2 separate regions of the Sus scrofa genome follow, and region 2 is linked to region 1. The links are chromatin contacts, called in public Hi-C maps. All regions are on one chromosome and are shown on one strand. Each heading gives the region's core, a stretch centred on a gene start, on an enhancer-like site or on the middle of the called end of the contact. The rest is flanking DNA. Distances are from core to core; before and after follow the strand shown.

What was found. A called contact is a pair of places that touch in the nucleus more often than the background predicts.
Region 2: a contact with region 1 is called in a Hi-C map of liver, with 1.9 times the contacts expected there. The contact joins the promoter of TMEM97 here to the enhancer-like site in region 1. A contact is called at or near these places in 2 of 5 promoter capture datasets (fetal liver and liver) and 5 of 47 Hi-C or Micro-C datasets (fetal heart ventricle, liver and skeletal muscle).

The regions. Positions count from the first base shown.
Region 1 is chr12:44,553,006-44,557,115 of Sscrofa11.1, reverse strand. It overlaps NLK (serine/threonine-protein kinase NLK), which reads right to left. Exons shown (of 11, transcript XM_021067474.1): 11 at 3,589-4,110. Among named protein-coding and RNA genes, the nearest start is that of TMEM97, 49 kb to the left of the region's middle. Within about 2 kb of position 2,260, at least 1 of the 83 cell types and tissues checked has an H3K27ac peak or open chromatin away from gene starts, as enhancers often do. A contact at or near this core is called in liver, where this site is marked.
Region 2 is chr12:44,601,978-44,606,087 of Sscrofa11.1, reverse strand. TMEM97 (transmembrane protein 97) reads right to left here and starts at 2,324. Exons shown (of 3, transcript XM_021067476.1): 1 at 1,782-2,324. The coding sequence starts at 1,910.

The DNA of each region.
Region 1 (4,110 bases), core at 1,011-3,510:
TTGATTATGCTATTGGTCTATATTTGCCATATGTATAATGATGTATATGATAAAGAAATTAATTTTTAAGGCCCTTGTTGACAAAATAACTGAAGAACTGCTGAATGATGAGTTTTGGCAAATAGTATGGAAATGAAAAAAGGTACACAAATGAGCAGATAGAGCCACATCTGAATCTGGCGAAGGTTGAGGAAGTTTATATAGCTAAATGCCTTTTGATTTTTCTCTAGTGGGATGGAAAAAATGGATAGTTTTTTCTTTTAAATGTGGTTTAGAATACCTGTTTTTTAAGAAAATTTGTAGCAAAATAAAAAATGATTTAGAAAACATAGACTATTACACATGTGAGCAATGGGTTACCTAGGGGAACACTGGTTTTCTTTATGGGAAAAAAAATGTATGACAAAGGATAACAACATAGATAAGAGAAGATACATTCACGTTTTTCACTGTTTGCCTTCATAAGAAAGTGGCTCAAATGAAAAGCTTTAGTTCTATATGTGTTCATGTGGAAAAACCTTCACATCTGATGGAAAGGGCAAGGCACAGGGCAGTGCATACTGTGCCGTCATTCCTGTAAAAACGTCTAAGCTTCACCATGCATGGTATCCCTGGAATGGTCCCCAGAAACTGCAAACAGTGGTTTGCAACTCTGGAGAGAACAATTTCCTTCTCACTATCCTTGTGTAGGTTGTACCATGTGAATGTGTTACTAATACACAAACAACATAGTTTGTAAAAGGAACTCACAATATTGTCTTTACAAGGTTTTTCTTCTCAGGTATAAGCATTCTCAGGAACTCGAAGGTAAAGGTGTTCATTTTAAAAAAATGATAGAATTACTGTAATTAAGAAATGGATAAAAATAGGTGGCTATAAGAATAATGACCTGTGAAAATGATAATACTAATTATCAAAACCTAAGTAAAAACAAGCCCATCTTTCCTTGACTATGTAAAGATCTTTTTTTACTGAGTATTTTCCTGAGAGAGTAGGAGACTGACCACTGTTTCAGAGATCTTTGAAGTCTAACATAAACACCTCTTGGCAAAAGGATCTGCTTGTTAAAAATTCTATCAACATCAACCGGAAAATGTGGTAATTTACCACTTTTTTCCAAGTGTCTGGGCATTATTCACTCACTGATAAAAATCACCTAAAAGTACAGGGAAAAATGTTATCACTTAGGTGTTTGATTCTCAAAATATTTTAAACCTGAGAGGAGAGACTGGATCTTAAATTCGGTGAGTAGTCAGTCTTTTCAATTCAGACCTGATTTCTAAAGTGGAAAACAAGATTGGGAGTTCCCATTGTGGCACAGTGGAAATGAATCCGACTAGTAACCATGAGGTTGTGGGTTCGATCCCTGGCCTCACCCAGTGGGTTAAGGATCTGGCATGGCTGTGACATAGGCCAGCAGCTGTGGCTCCAATTCAACCCCTAGCTTGGAAACCTCCATATGCCGAGGGTGCGGCCCGAAAAAGCAAAAAACAAACAGAACCCAAGATTGAATAGCACTTATTAAATGGACAATTTTTGTTTTTCCTGTATGATAGATTATTTTAAATATTGAGATAAAAGTACATTAAAGAATGGAATGCAAAATGTGAAGGAATTCTGGAGCTGAGATGGGGCTAAGAGGACTCTGACTTCTGGCTTATGTAACTGAGTGGAAGTGAAGCCCAGGGATGGGAGGTAGGGAGCTGATGCAGCACCATAACTACAGTCATTCTCTTTCATCTCACCTGCCAAAAAAGAAAAGCCTGTGCTGTGCTGTCAGGAGCACCACCTTGGGACTGGTCCTAACCAAATGTGAAGAGAGGAGGCCCAGTTCAGTGCACAGCTCTGCCCCCTTAACTCCAAGCACATTTGCAACTCCTCATGAAAAGCTAAGGATGGCGCTAGCTGATTAAGCCCCAACCATTTTGGAAGGAGAAAAAAAGAGCTAGTGGGAAGTGAGAATGATTTCATAATAATAAAACGGGGGGTAACACATTAATTTCATTTTTGGCATGGCTGAGGTACCCATGAGATACCTAGTGGAAAGTTCTAACATATCTAGTATAAAAAATCAGGGTATAAGTAAGAGATTTGGGGTTATTCTCTCACAGCGAAAGAGGCCAAAGGTGGATGAGGCCACAAGCATGTCCAGCAGTGGACCTTGGCCGCACTTTGGAATCAACTGGAGAACTTAACAAACAAACAAAACCACAACATGGAATTAATGCCTGACTTTGCTTCCAGAGATTCTGGGGTGTGGCCTTGGCATAGAAATTTCTGAAAGTTCTCCAGGTGATTCTACCATGTGGCCAAGTGGAGAACCCTTGGCTTTAGAGCAGGATGAAAATCCAGGATCGATCTCTAGCCCAGAGAACAGAAACATGTGAGGATTAAGCAGAGCAAGGAACCTGTAAGGGAGAGCTGTGGTCCCTTCAAAAGGGAGAGGACAGTAGTTTCAAAAGCCAAAGAAAGACCAGGGAAGACCAAGGACAGAGAAGCGGCGAGGCAAATACTGCGGAGAAGACTCTAAATGTGTCCATTTACTACTGGGCTGTCCATACATTACTAAAGCATAATAGAGAACAGCCCCTCAAAAGCTGCCTTAGTTTAAAAATACATGCAAATTATGCATTCTATTCTTTAATATATTTTAATATAAAAGTAGTATTTAAAATGACTTACCATAGAGGAAAAACAAAGTAAGGCACAAATCCCCTGGTTAGCTCAGCAGGTTCCAGTGGGAACAGGTCAACGAGTTTTCTCTAATGTTTATCTGGGAAGAAGTTTAGTTTCAGAGTGTTATATGTGCAATTAATTCATAACGCTCTTGTGATGAAAACTAGTTTTCTCATGTAAGCATTACTTATATTTACAAGGCTTCCTTATAAGTTATTATTGGTACTTTGTAGGGTTTCAAAAGTTTGTTGGAAAAATAAACTAGCATTTGTATGAACGCATAATAGTCAGCTCCCCCCATGTCAGGAAAAATCCATTCATTTTGCTAAGTCAAGAAAGGAGAGGTGGGAGTACACATGCCATCTATAACCCCAAGAGTAATGCTGCTTTAGCCAGCTTCAGAGAATGTGTTTTGAATTTAGGCAGTCTGGTGTCAGGTCTTACTCACACAACCACCCCGCTGGGACTTCTTCCATGGCGGAAGTACCTTTGAGAGGCCTGGAGCAGGAGGCAGAAAGGAAGAGGAGGGGAGGGGATCGAGCCCCCTTAGCAGTCTGCTGCACCCAGGAGTCCGCTTTTATTTGTTTAATATAATGGACTCCACAGTATTGGAGTTCGATTCACATGAAAATAGGATTCTGTGCTTAAAAAAAAAAAAAGTTTGAAAACCACCAGATTAGACTCTAAGATTTAAAAAGACTTTCAAATTGCATATATTAAATCACAGTATCTTTGACATTGGTTAACTAAGTTACCATTATGTTTTTGGCGATCTTGAAAAACGCACAACTGATTTCCTCAAAGTCTGAAATGGAAATATATAAATAGGAAATGTCTCAAAACTTTGCAAACACGGGATACAGGCTGTACTGAGAGAAAACAAAAAGGAATTGAAATAAAACAGATGACACATCTTTTTCAAATGTCACATTTAATGTTTTCACCACTGTACTTCAAATCTACATTGTACAAAGTGACCAGTAAGTGTGCCACGGTAATTGACCAACCTCTGAGATTGTACCTTTCACACCAGTGTCTTCTTGGGCTCTTTTGATACTAAACACGTTTCTCATTCAAGTGAATTGAAATGCTTCAGTTGGGTTGATTCTCAGGAGCCTCATAAAAAAAAAACAAAGATATTGCACCATCTTTGTTTAGTAATTCAATGTTTGTTTCTTTCACAGCAAATAATTACTTCATTGAAGTTAAAACTTCCAAACATAACTTATTAATAGTCTTCAAATTCAGCTCAGATCACTCAAGATGAAAATACTCTGCTAAATACAGATAACTTACAATAACTTTAACAGTTAATTGTCCATAACACACACCAAGGTTTTTTCCTAGACCAATTTTAAGACGATCCATTAGTATTCCTTGTACAGGTGAAAAACGATCTTCAATTTTCTTGTCTTTTTATTTTTAATATAAAAG
Region 2 (4,110 bases), core at 1,075-3,574, 49 kb before region 1:
CAGGGATCGAACCTGCATCCTCACGATACTAGTCAGGTTCATACCCTGCTGAGCCACAACAGGAACTGCTCATGTTGTTTCAAGCCATTTTAGTTTTTGTAATGTTACAGGAGCAATAGGAAACTAATGCACATTGTGTATGTTTGAGCTTGATTTTTGTCTTTTTGCCTTTTCTAGGGCCGCTCCGGCGGCATATGGAGGTTTCCAGGCTAGAGGTCTAATCGGAGCTGTAGCCACCAGCCTATGCCAGCAACACGGGATCTGAGCTGCGTCTGTGACCTACACCACAGCTCATGGCAATGCCCAATCCTTAACCCACTGAGCAAGGCCAGGGATCAAACCCGCAACCTCATGGTTCCTAGTCAGATTCGTTAACCACTGCACCACAATGGGAACTCCTGAGCTTGTTATTTAACTCAACTCTTACTTGACAGCTGAAGCTACACAGCTCTGACTTGCCCAAGACACTCAACTGGTTCTTGGTCCAAGTTCCCAGACTGCGTTCCAGTGCTCTTGCCACACACAACCCACACTTTTCCCAGGAAAAGGTCGGTCAGAGATCTTCCCAGTTTAGGGTTGGAGCTACAGACACACCACACTATGTCTGTAACTTTTTGGGAGGGTCAGACCCCTGGAAAAGTTGATGGAAGCTACAGAAAACACCAGCTGCACACAATTTTGCATACCCATTTAGAGGTTTGTGGCTGTCAGGTTAAGAACCGCTGCTCTGCAGAGAAAAAGCATTTAGGGAGAATCAGTGGCAAAACCAAGTCTTTTGATAGACAAGTCACCCTTGCTCACAATTCTACAGATTGGAAAAGCAGGGAACCAAGGACTGGAATTCTGTGATAGAAGGTTACAGGGTCCAGACATGAAAATAAAAGTGAAGAAATAAAAAGCATTCAAGCAAAGTTTGGGATGGAGAATGTTCTCCAACAACCAGGAAATGGGGCTTCCGCCTATTTCTACTCAGGTGATCATTCTTCCTCAAACCCAATTAAAGACCAATTTGAAAGGGTAAAGCTTTTGAAGTTGCTAAGGACGGTCTGCGAATGTCCTTTAAACGGGTCTAATTCTACTTGTATTATTTCTTTGGGATTAGCCTGCATTTTTACAGCTCTCCCAAGAAACACAACTTTAAAACAAATCCAGAAGTTCCTGTTGTGGCTCATCAGAAAGGAATCCCACTAGGAACCATGAGGATGCAGGTTCAATCCCTGGCCTCGCTCAGTGGGTTAAGGATCTGGCATTGCCATGAGCTGTGGTGTGGGTCGCAGACACAGCTCAGATCTGGCGTTGCTGTGGCTGTGGTTGTAGGCCAGCGGCTACAGCTCCGATCGGACCCCTAGCCTGGGAAACTCCATATGCCGGGTGTGCGGCCCTGAAAAGCAAAAAAAAAAAAAAACCCCAAAAAATCACACACACAAATCCAGCGTGTGATTCAGACACTGGTTAATTCGGCCACTTCCCTCAAATATTGACAACTGACCAGAGCTAGGGTGTGAGAGCCTCAACAAACCCAGGGGGACCGTAGTTAAAAGGAGCAAAGTGTCTGCCCCCAGGAGCCTCGGGGAGAGCGGCTGGAAGACAAAGAAAACCCCGAGGAAGAAGTCGAGTCGAAGGGTAAGGAAGGGCCGCAGTGCCTGCGGGACCCAAGAAATGCGGGAGGGAACCCTGACAGCGAGGCCCCAGCAGTGGAGGCCACGGAGACGCCGGAGCAACCACTGCGCCGAGAGGCCCCAATTTCAGCGACTGGCGGCCAGGACCGACGGCGCCCTCACCTCGACGGGGTAGAGATCGGGCGGCAGCAATGCCTGCATATCCACGAGCAGGGTGAGGGGGATGTGGGAGAGGAAGTAGAAGCCCAGCAACCACTCCAGGCCGCGCCGGACACCCAGACGCCCCATCATCCGTCGGCTGCGCCCGATGGGAGCCGAGGCTACGCTCGCAGGAAAGCTCTGTGGGTACAGAAACACTCCGTGGGTACAGAAACACTCCGTGGGTACACGCCGGCGCCCCCGCGGTCCGGGGACAGCGCCCCGCCCCGCCCCGCCCCGCCGCGAGAACGAAGCCGGCCGTTCCCATTGGCTGAGAAGCCGTGCGCGGGCCCGCAGCGCCCCCAGAGGGGGCCCGGGGACCTTTTCTATTGGTCGCCGGGAGAGCCGCGTGAGGTGGGGGCAGGGCTTCTTGGCCGCAGCGTGGAACCGGGAGGGGTACGTGGAGTGTACCCTGCGCGGCCTTGAACGCTGCTGGGACCTCTGGCCTTCTTCCCGCGACCGCGTGTCCGCTGCGCTCCGCGGAGGATCCCCTGCGTGGCCCTTTCGCTTATTACTCCTCTGTTACTTTGCTCCATCCGTGTAGTGCTTGCTGAGCGCCTCCGGTGTGCCCTGCTGTGGGCGCTTTATGGGGATGGAGTTCCCAGTGCAGTGGGGTGTCACCCATCAGGGCCGGCCAACACTGAGTCCGTGCCTTGGCGGCAGTCACAGGCCGTGGGGACAGAGGGCACGAATACTGCTCTGGCAGGAGTTGAGGGTCCTGGAAGCCTTTCGGAGGATGCCTAGGGGGCAGCTAGCCTCGATTAAGAAAGAAGCACAGGGATATAGCAGGAGGTAAAATTGACAAGTATTGGTGGTAGGCTGGGGAGAAGGAGGGAGGCTCAAGGGTTCGTTTATTCATTCTGTAAATATTGATCTTAAATTATTCCAGGTCTGCCCTGGAACAGGATGGGGAAGGGGGGCTGCCATTCGCTCAGAAGAGGGAGGTAGAGGAGAGATGAGTTGAAGAGAGTGTAATATGGTTCTGGCCAGGTTGTCCCTGAGCAGCCTCTGTAACAGCTACGCAAAAAAGACTGTCTAGTAGGCAGTCCGATGAAATGTCTGAAGATGTAGATTTGTGAGGAATCAGCGTTCGCTGGGAGTTGAAGTCTTGAGAGCAGAAGGCCTATCAGAGGCCTTAGACCACCTCCAACCTCAGGGGTCACGGAAGGAGGGGGCTGCGGTACAGGTGGACAACAGGGGTGTGATGTCTCAGAAACACAGGGGAGGAGGGACCGTCACCTGTGTCAGAGCAACACTGAATGGTACCCCATGGCCTTGTGTGAGCAGCTATACGGCTGGTGGAGGCAGGAGCCAGATGGCAGCAGGGCAGAGAGTAAGGAGGTGGGGAACTCGAGAAGGTAGGGCGTGTAGGTGTCTGATTATGAAGGGGAGGAAGCAGCAGCTGAGGGGGGATGTGCTCCGGAGAGAGCTTATTTATTTAGAGGAGAGAGACTGAAGCACTTTCACTTATTTAGATGATCCTAAAAGTTTCAGGGTCGGGGGAGAGGCCGTCCATCCAGGGGGCAGAGGGCAGGAGATGTGACTCAAGACCGCAGAGGAGCCGGAGAGAATGGATTAGGGTTAGGTCGGAGGAGCGCTGAGCTCCCCAGGGTGGGCTCAGTGGTGCTGTGACAGAGAAGTTGTCCCTGTAGAGGATGCAGGTGAGACGCGTGGCTGTTGACCTGGAGGCCCCCCTCTCCTTGGCCGTGTGCTTTTCTCCATTGTGAGGTCTGCACAGAAAAAGGCTGTAGGACCCATCCAGGCTGGGGCTTCGAAAGACAGTGATTGAAGAGCGTGCCGTTCAAGCCGGATAGGGGTGCGTGACATGAAGCCAGAAGAGGCTGGGAGACGGGAAAAGTGAGCAAATTTGAGGCCTTGCTGAGGAATAAGCCTTAACGTGATGGGAGTAACTGGATGAATGGGCCAGAAGCTTGGGAGAGTTCGCCCGGGGGTACAGTGTTGGGTTCCAGGCATCAGGAGGAGGTTCTGCCCATGAGAAGCCACGGCTGAAATGGTATTTGGAGATGAAGTGAAGGGACAGAGATCCCAAGGCGTGGGATGGATCAACCCCAAAGGCCACCGCAGGTGGTGGCGGCAATCCAGTGGAGAGAAGGCTGTGAGCCCATTGCCAGAGTCTTCAGTGTAGGAGTTCCCGTCGTGGTGCAGTGGAAATGAATCCGACTAGGAACCATGAGGTTTTGGGTTCGATCCCTGGCCTCACTCAGCGGGTTAAGGATCTGATGTTGCCATGAGCTGCGGTGTAGGTTGCAGACTCGGCTTGGATCCTCTGTGG